3 separate regions of the Ovis aries genome follow, and all the other regions are linked to region 2. A link is a contact called in public Hi-C data. All regions are on one chromosome and are shown on one strand. Each heading gives the region's core, a stretch centred on a gene start, on an enhancer-like site or on the middle of the called end of the contact. The rest is flanking DNA. Distances are from core to core; before and after follow the strand shown. Region 1 overlaps COL15A1 (collagen type XV alpha 1 chain). Region 2 holds the start of ANKS6 (ankyrin repeat and sterile alpha motif domain containing 6). Region 3 overlaps COL15A1 (collagen type XV alpha 1 chain).

What was found. Hi-C and Micro-C count contacts between places; a contact is called where the count stands out from the background.
Region 1: a Hi-C map of liver shows a contact between it and region 2, with 2.7 times the contacts expected there. The contact joins the enhancer-like site here to the promoter of ANKS6 in region 2. A contact is called at or near these places in 3 of 16 Hi-C or Micro-C datasets (liver, muscle and skin fibroblasts).
Region 3: a Hi-C map of muscle shows a contact between it and region 2, with 2.3 times the contacts expected there. The contact joins the enhancer-like site here to the promoter of ANKS6 in region 2. A contact is called at or near these places in 2 of 16 Hi-C or Micro-C datasets (muscle and omental adipose tissue).

Annotation. Positions count from the first base shown.
Region 1 is chr2:48,862,441-48,865,320 of ARS-UI_Ramb_v3.0, reverse strand. The region is part of intron 7 of COL15A1 (collagen type XV alpha 1 chain); the gene reads left to right. Among named protein-coding and RNA genes, the nearest start is that of COL15A1, 45 kb to the left of the region's middle. Within about 2 kb of position 1,525, at least 3 of the 54 cell types and tissues checked have an H3K27ac peak or open chromatin away from gene starts, as enhancers often do.
Region 2 is chr2:49,039,052-49,041,849 of ARS-UI_Ramb_v3.0, reverse strand. It overlaps ANKS6 (ankyrin repeat and sterile alpha motif domain containing 6), which reads right to left and starts at 1,315. Exons shown (of 15, transcript XM_060409274.1): 1 at 915-1,315. The coding sequence starts at 1,261. LOC114112967 (a long non-coding RNA gene) reads left to right here and starts at 1,491. Exons shown (of 2, transcript XR_009599195.1): 1 at 1,491-2,563.
Region 3 is chr2:48,881,824-48,884,704 of ARS-UI_Ramb_v3.0, reverse strand. All of the region lies in intron 3 of COL15A1 (collagen type XV alpha 1 chain), which reads left to right. Among named protein-coding and RNA genes, the nearest start is that of COL15A1, 25 kb to the left of the region's middle. Within about 2 kb of position 1,449, at least 30 of the 54 cell types and tissues checked have an H3K27ac peak or open chromatin away from gene starts, as enhancers often do. A contact at or near this core is called in muscle, where this site is marked.

The DNA of each region.
Region 1 (2,880 bases), core at 276-2,775, 180 kb after region 2:
CCAGGATTTTACAGATGGAAAAACCGATGCTTGAAAAGGTGAGCAACGTGTCCACAGTCACACAGCTAGTGAGTGGTGGAACTGAGCCAACACTCAGGCCTGACTCCAGAATCCCTACTCTTTCCAGCCTTGGCCACAAACTCACCGACTCTCAGAGGATCAGGCCATCTAAACTCCTGTTGGCACTTAGCGGAAACTAATGGATGGCCAGAGAATGGCAGACACCCCGGAGGTTATCAGCAAGCCTGGCCTCCTGGTTCCCCATCCGAGGCTCTCACCATTGCTCAGCCACACAGAGGAGCCCCGGTAGAAGTCCAGGATCTGACAGGTCCCCTGAGCAGCAGCTGGACATGTGCCCATAGCCTGAGATCAACCTGCGTTTTCTGCCCTTTATCAGAGGGGTAGCCATTCAAATTGAAGTAAGTTGTAACCAACACCAGAGCACCGAGATTTAGGCACAAGACCCCCCCCACACACACACATTCACACGTGCAGCCCTAGAACTGGTTACACAGAAGATTTAATTACCCAGGGACGTGGTCGTGGTGAACTCCGTAGGAAAAGCAGCTTTTAACACTATATGTGTGCTATGACCCTAAATTTGAGTATATGTTACTTATATCTATATATTGCCACATAGAGCTGTGTGTGTGTTAGTATGTGTGTGTGTGTTAGAATGATATACAATAAAATCTTGTGAGTAGTTATCTCTGGGTGGCATGATTATAGGCGGTTTTCATTTTCTTTTTTCTTCTGTATTTTATAAGTCTAAAAAGATGACTTAGATGGTGAAGAATCTGCCTGCAATGCAGGAGACCCAGGTTCTGTCCCTGAGTCAGGAAGATCCCCTGGAGAAGGAAATGGCTAACAAATCTGGTATTCTTGCCTGGAGAATCCCCTGGACAGAGGAGCTGGTGGGCTATATATAGTCCATGGGGTTGCAAAGAGTGAGACAAGCCTGAGCAACTAACACTTTTACTTTCATCAGTAAATGAATGTTATTTTAGCAAGTAAACTTGGGAAGTCTGTTCATGAGAGAAGGTATATAGTACTGAATAAAAAAAATTGTATACTAATTTAATAAAGTCACAATACCAGCAAGGAGTCAGGGTGTAGCTATGGAAAGACTGCTGGCTGAGAGTAGACACTTTGGACGAAAGCCTTGCTCAGCCACTTATTTGCTGTCTGGGCAAGCTACTCAACCTTTCCAAGCTTTGAATTCCTCCTCAGTCCACTGGGAGCATTCACAACCCCTGCCTCCCGGGTAGATGAGAGGGTTGAATGTTGCCGCTACATTCGATGCATGATACTGCCACTGCAGGTATGGAAGTGGTTTGTGAGCTGCGGATGCTGCTCTCCAGGGGGTGATTAGGATCTCAGAGAGAGGAGCAAGGAGAGGGCAGAGACTGCAGGGTTGGGAGGCGAGGCCTCTCCTAGACTGAGAAGTGAGTGCGTAGGAGGTGGGACCCAGTCTGAGCTCGCCTCGCAGCTCGCCTGTTCCCAGCATCTGCCAGATTCCTTCTGTGGCAGGGAGAGGCCAAGCGGAAACAGCAGAGCTGGCTAGAGATCTGTAGAGGAAGGAGCTGGACCCCGAGCCCCAACTCTGGCTAGGGAAGGCCTCCCAAGAGTTGTATTCCAAGGGTTGCTGACACCATCCCGGCACAGGACATTTGAGCCACCCTCACCTTCATCCTTCAAGGGGTGGGGAAGCAGAGGCCTGGGGTCCATCTGGCTGCTTGCACAGCACCCTCTGGTGGCCAGAGTAGGGAGAATGAGAGAGTGACTGGCGAGGGGCTGATGACTCCAGGACACTCAGTTTTTTAAAGTGCACATGGGCACAGGTTCCCTCGAATAGTTCAGCACCTCCCTTTGACACCGTCCTTACTGCGGGATATGGCTGAGCACAGCATGTGTGTAAACGGCTGGCTTCAGGGCCCCTCCCAGCCTCTTGTGTGGGACCTTGTTCTTCCTCTGCAAAATGGGACTAATAATCACAAGGTGCTAATATGCAGATCAGAGCAGGACACATGCCGTGGGGTGACAATGGGGAGACTGAAAACGTGGGACTCCTACCTTGGTTCTGCCCACCGACTGTGAGGCGGTGGGAGGTCCTTGTAGGGAGCACTGATGGGCCAGCCAGAGGATTCCAGGAAGGAGTGCATGGCACGAGTTAGCCTGCGACCTAGCCCATAACAGGCAGGCAGTTGTGTTAGTTTAATGTCTTTTTCTTTGCTTTAGGACTCCATTTGTTTTTTAAATTGCAAAAGAAATATGTGCTTGCGGTAACAGTTCAATCAATGCAGAGTTGTACGAACCAAAAAAAGGGTAGTTTCCTCTCCTGTCCTCTGGAAGAAACCAATATTAAGTACTGTGGTTTAGCCTAGTATGTGTGGTTTATCTGCACACGCATATATGTGTATGTATCTATATATTTTATATGTTATGTATAATAATATATTAATTATATATTGATGATGATATATCTAATGATAATAAAGCATGTATTCTCATACACATATTTTTTTCCTTTTACAAATATAGAACCACACTAACAATGAACATTTATCCATTGCTAACTGTATGTCAGGCACTGTCCTCAATGCTTTTCTTATGTTAGCTTAATTAATCGTTGTAACACATATTCTTCAAAATGACCCTATGAGATAGGAATTACAATCCCTTCTTTTTAGGCAAGTCACCTGAGCCACAAGTTAAATGACTTGCCACAGGTCACATTCCTAGTAAACGGCCGCGCTGGGTTCTCACCCTACAGTTGATGCTGGAGCCTGTAATTAAAATCACCTTGCAGTACTGCCTTTCGGCATCTGTCTTTCTGCAGCACTTTTTCCCTCTTATTCCTGTATTACAAACATCTTTTCA
Region 2 (2,798 bases), core at 66-2,565:
GCTCTCCCAGAGCCATCTCTGCTCTGGTCCAGGCCACCATCACCTCTTTCTGTGTTGCTGCAATCCCTTCCTAACCAGACGTTCTGATTCTAGCTCACTCCTCCAAGCCATCCTCAAACTGCAGTAAAAGTGATCTTTCCAAACATAAATCTCATTCTGTCACTTGCTCTGCCTAGAACACTCCATTACTCCCCAGTGCCCTTACGAACTGTCACTTTTCCCAGCCTTGCCACCAGGCATCTGCCTCTTTCTCTCCAGAGAAGACTCATCTCCCACTACTCCCAACCCCTTCCAGCCACAACACTGTTCTAGCAGTCCTACGAATGCATATTTCACTTTAGCTCCCAAACCTTTGCACCTATCACCCATCTTTCACTCCCTCTATCCAGGTATCCTTAGGTCTCGACAATATATACCTCATCCTTACCTGAAACCTTCCCTCACTTCCTGAAACTAAGTCGGCTCTCCAAGAGCTCCCTCAGATTGTCCCCCATGAAGTCTGTTCCTTGGCCTGGCCCGCCCACTGGCATACTGCTTCCGTGGGGACTTTATCTGAGTACCGCAGCATCCCCAACACCAAGCCAGGGTGGGTAGGTAGGTTCTTTGGGAAACCCTTGCTGCAATGAACATCACTGAGCTTCTAAGTCGCTAAGATTCTATTTGCTGTCTCCAGATTCTGTGTTTGAAAGGCCGATGCTTTTCGGATTCTAATTTTACGTTATTAAAAAGCGCGTCCGCTTCTAGCTCGTATCCCTAGCTGCTCAAAGTTTCAACTCTCTCGAATCAGTACTTCACTCTTAACCTCCCGGAGCGTCTGCTGGAGGCCGCCGGGCAGGTTCGACCGCCTGAGCCCACCCGCGCCCAGGGGGTCATTAGACACCACCCAGGCTCCATGGCACCCCCGACCCCCTCACCTGGCCGCCTGCATGAGTGCGCTCCAGCCGTAGTGGTTGCGGCTGTTGACCGAGGCGCCGCGTCGCAGCAGGAAGCGCACCAGCGGCTCGTGGCCCCCGGCCGCAGCGAACTGCAGCGCCGTGTTGCCCGCCTCGTCCGAGCAGTCCACGGGCACCGGCGCTCCGGCCGCCGCCCCGGGCCCGGCCGCCTCGGGCCCCGCCGGCTCCGCGCCCGCCTCGGGCTCCAAGCCGCGCTCCGCGGGTTCCGCAGCCCCCGGCTCCAGCAGCCGCCGCGCAGTCTCCGTGTCGCCCTGATCACAGGCGCGCAGCAGCAGCTGGAAGGCCGGGGGCAACCCGCCCTCACCCATTGCGGCCCGCGGCCCGGGTCTGTCTGCCGGGCGAGCCGCGCCAGCTCCGCCCCCGGATACCGCACGCCGGCGCCCACTTCCGCCGGCCCGCGCGCCTACTGTGTGCCGACCGTGCGCGGAGCGCCGGGGCGCGCGCCTACTGTGTGCCCGGCGCGCGCCCGGGGCGAGAGCGCGCCTCAATAGCCCGCACCGGGGGCGGGGAACCGGGCGGGGGTGGACCGCGGGTTCCGGGAAGCTCCAGGCAGCGTCCGCCGCCGAGCTTGCGAGTTCGGCTTTGAGTTTTCGGCGCCCGCTTGGGGTCCTCCTCGCAGCTCCAGAGACTTCCTGCCCCGTACGGAGGTCGGAGCGGCCTCTCCAGCCCTCCTCACGCTGCGAGCTCCCGACCATTGGGCCGAGGTCTGAGACCACAGCCTCAGAGGCCTGTGGCACGCGCCGCTGACCCTCGGCACCCGGCACTAACGTGGCGCCTCCTAAATGGTCGTTGACTGAGTTAAGGTACAGTTGGGTCCACTCTGTCTTCCCACAATGTCCTGCCCGGCCATCAGTGCCGTTCTTGTCTGGGACAGGCGTTAGGGTTACAAGCACCTCCTATACCTTCGTGTCTCTTCATCAGTGGTTCTTGAAGCACCACCATCTGCGACATTTTACAAATGCAAGTTTTCTCATCTTACCCAGACCTACTGAATCGGAAACCGAATATGGAGTCCTGTCACTTGTATCTTAAGCCCTCTAGGTGATTCTAAAGCACGTTAAAGTTTGAGACTCACTGTTTGATCCTCAACAGCAATGCTGTCGGCCACGGGGAAGGGCCCAGACTATCACCTCCAATTTACGGCGTAACTAAGGCTGATATGAACAGCCCACTCATTGGAAAAGACCCTGATGCTGGGAAAGATTGAAGACAGAAGGAGAAGAGGGCAACAGAGGATGAGATGGTTGGATGGCATCAAGGACTCAATGGACATGAACTTGGACAAACTCTGGAGATAGTAAGGGACATGGAGGACTGGCCTGGTATAGTCCTTGGGGTCACAAAGAGTTGGACACAACTTAGCAACTGTACAACAACTAAGGCTTGAAGACATTTTGTCTGGCTAAAGGCCACACAACTGTCATGCTGGAAAGCTGTGACTGGGACCCAGGTTTTCTGACATCTAGTCCAGTTCTCTATCTCAAGAAGTATTTATTGAGTGCCTACTATGTGCCAGGCACTGTTTTAGGTGCTGGAGAAACTGCAGGGAATGGAAAATAAAATTCCCTGCCATTCTGGGCCTGACAGTGGAAAGAGACAGGCACAAGCAAGTAAGTAACTTGTATGTTAAATTATTATGTGTTTTTAAACAAGAAACAGAACATAACAAAATCCAAGTAAATGGACTAAAGGCTGGGATGTCGTTTTATAATAGATTGGGTAGAAAAGAAATCACTGAAAAGGTGACATTTTCACAGAGACCTGAAGGAACTGAGTGATCAAGTAACGCTGATATGTGGAGAGTGCAATCCAGGCAGAGGGAAAGACAAAGTTTCTAATAAGAGC
Region 3 (2,881 bases), core at 200-2,699, 160 kb after region 2:
TTGGCAAGCCCAGGTCTCCCTTCTAAGTTGATCCAGGATTTTTTTCCCTGGCAGGGAAACACTTCTTTTTTCTAAGAAATGCATTGGGTGGTAGGTTTTTCTAAGAACCTCTTGAATCTTTGCTGGGTGCAGATAGAGCCCCTGCAGGAGGAATTCTGTTGCACTCGTTTTCCTTGGGAAGGGAGTCAGGTAGAGCTGGGCGCCTCGGGGACTCCAGGCTGGGTGGGGTGATGTTTCCTCCCAGGCAGAGCCATGACATTTTCCTGGGCACAGTGCTCACCGCCTCCGGCCAGGTTGCGCTGCCCAAAAGCAAGGACATCTGTGAGGGGAGGGCTGGATTTGTGCTGGTCCCTTTTGGAGTCATTCCTTCCAGGCCCGAAGGCTGTGGGCTGAAGGAACCAGCAGTTAAGAGTGGTTAGAGAAACTGGAAAACAGATGGGAGAGGAGGATGCAAAATTGGAGACATTGAGACCTGGCAAGGACCTTTGGAAGCCATCTGATGCAAGCCTCTCATTTCACAGATGAGGAACCTGAGGCTCAGAGAGAAAGGAGACCGCCACATTGGGCTGGTGGCAAGAGTCTGCCTCACAGGCTAGGGTCCCACCCTGTATAATGTCCAAGAGGCCATGGTGTGGAAGTCCAGGCTGACTCGTGTGTGGTCCAGAGGGCAGAGTTAGGCCCAGCCAGGCGGGTGGGGGCTACAGAGGGACATGCCTCAGCTTACTGGAAGCTACAGGGGGACATGCCTCAGCTTACTGACTTCGATTTGCCCAGCAGTGGCCGGGGTTGCCCTGGAGTGGGGGATGAGCTCCTGGACAGTGGACATATGCAAGCAGTAACCGGATGGACTTTCGTTGTGAGAAGGGGATGTGGTGGAGGAAGCTCCTTCTCCAGATGGTGAGCTGCGCATTTTCTGCATCAAGTCTGTGGCTTGGTGAACTCGCAGCAGGCAGCGCAGGAGGCATTGGGGATCTCCCCTCTGAGTGCAGGGAAATCCAGGAGAGAGATGCCCTGCTGGGGCCTCCAGGGCAGTCACGCGCACTTTAACTATGCATACTTAGCCTGCTGGCTCCAGTAACCCCGGGTCATCTGGACCCCGTGCCTGCCCCAGTGGGAGCGGGAGGAGTCAGTGAGTTGCTGTTGAAGCTGACTGAAGTGTTCTGTAGTCTTCACAGCTGCGATGGAAATGGGATGTAGGGAGGGGAGCCTTTGCCTTCCCAGACAGCCGGGGTAGGAAAGGGGCAGAGTCACCTGGGTTCTAGTCCTGGCTTGTCCACAGTTCCCCACTGACCTCAGGCCGGCTCTCTTGGGTCACTTCCAGACCTGACTCTGAGTCTGTTGTTGGGGCCGCATTCTCCCAGTTTCCCTAGGCGCAGACAGTGTCCCTCTCAGCTACAACCCAGGAAGCCTTTCTTGCGTTTCATGGGTGCAGTTCTTTGTCTGGCCACCAGGGGCCGCTGCCGCGCGCGTTCCCGAAGTGTCCTCATCCTCCCTGTCTGGCTCTCTGCAGCCCTCTTTGACCTAGAGCCAGAGGAATGCTCCCCAGTCCCTTGTGGCTGACAAGCACGAGCACTGGGCTCAGGTCCCAGATACTCATCTGTGAGATGAAGATGGAGCTTTGTAAAGCCAGATGCAGTTCCCTAAGGAGGCAAAGTTCCTTAGCCCAGGCTAACCCCAGGCACTGCTTCAGGACCCCACAGATGGAAAGGCTGATTGCCCATTACGCAGAAGGAGAAACTGAGGTCTGCTTGGGGAAGAGAGGTGTTAGCTATCCTGGAGAGGCAGAGAGGGAAGGGTTCCAGTTCTTCACCTCCTCTGGCCTCTGGTCACTGTCATCTCTGTGGAAAGAAAGCCTGAACCCTGCCCTGTTTGTTTCTTCATCACTAGAATTCTGTCCCAGTTTCCATGGAAGCTAGCTTTGGACCCCTGGGAGGAAAGGTGCACCATGTGGTGACTGTTCAGATTTTCCTCTGCCCAGTCCACCTCTAAAGCCGTCTGATTCCTCTTCCCTGTGCCCTCTGGAGGTTCTGCTGCAAAGCTGTACTCCGGTGCCCACACCAAAGACTTGAGAAGAGTGAGGCCCAGTTGTACCTGTCTGTCTCCTTCCTCAGGCCACAGCTCTGAGTGCCTGCTCTCTGCCAAGCTCTCATGAGGCTATTTGAATGGGGGAGTCATGCCTGTGGCTCTGTGTATAGTGTAGGAGTGAAGCTCCGGGGTCTTGGGGTGCAGCTGAGTGAGCTTAGAAAGATTCAGCTGTGAGAAGATAGGGGAAGGTGTTACCAATAGAAGGGACAGAGTGAGCAAAGGCAAGAACAGAAAAAGGGGGAGAATGAAGAGATGGATCAAGGTGTCTTGAGTGGAATTTTGACTTGATTCTGAGGGTGCTGGGGAGCCATTGAAGGCTCTGGAGTTTGTGAGTAGCATAAATGGCTGGCTGCTAACAGAGACATCTAGATCAGGAACTCCTTGAGAGCCTGCATGCTGGTTTCAGTTCCACATCCCCAAGGGCACACAAGGCATGATGTGGGGGTTTCACAAATGTTATCAAATTCACGAATGGAAAAGTGGGTTGAAAAACCCCCATTGAAATGAAGCTGCGAGTGTGTGTGCCAAGTCGCTTGAGTCGTATCTGACTCTTTGCAACCCTATGGACCATTGCTCACTAGGCTCCTCTTTCCATGGGATTCTCCAGGCAAGCATACTGGAGTGGGTTGCCATGCCCTCCTCTAGGGGATCTTCCCGACCCAGGGATCGAACCCACATCTCCCACATCTCCTGCACTGGCAGGTGAGTTCTTTACCACTAGTGCCACCTGGGAAGCCCAGAAATGAAGCTATCCCTATGCATTAATGAAGTAAGATTAAGACTGAGGTCAGATGTC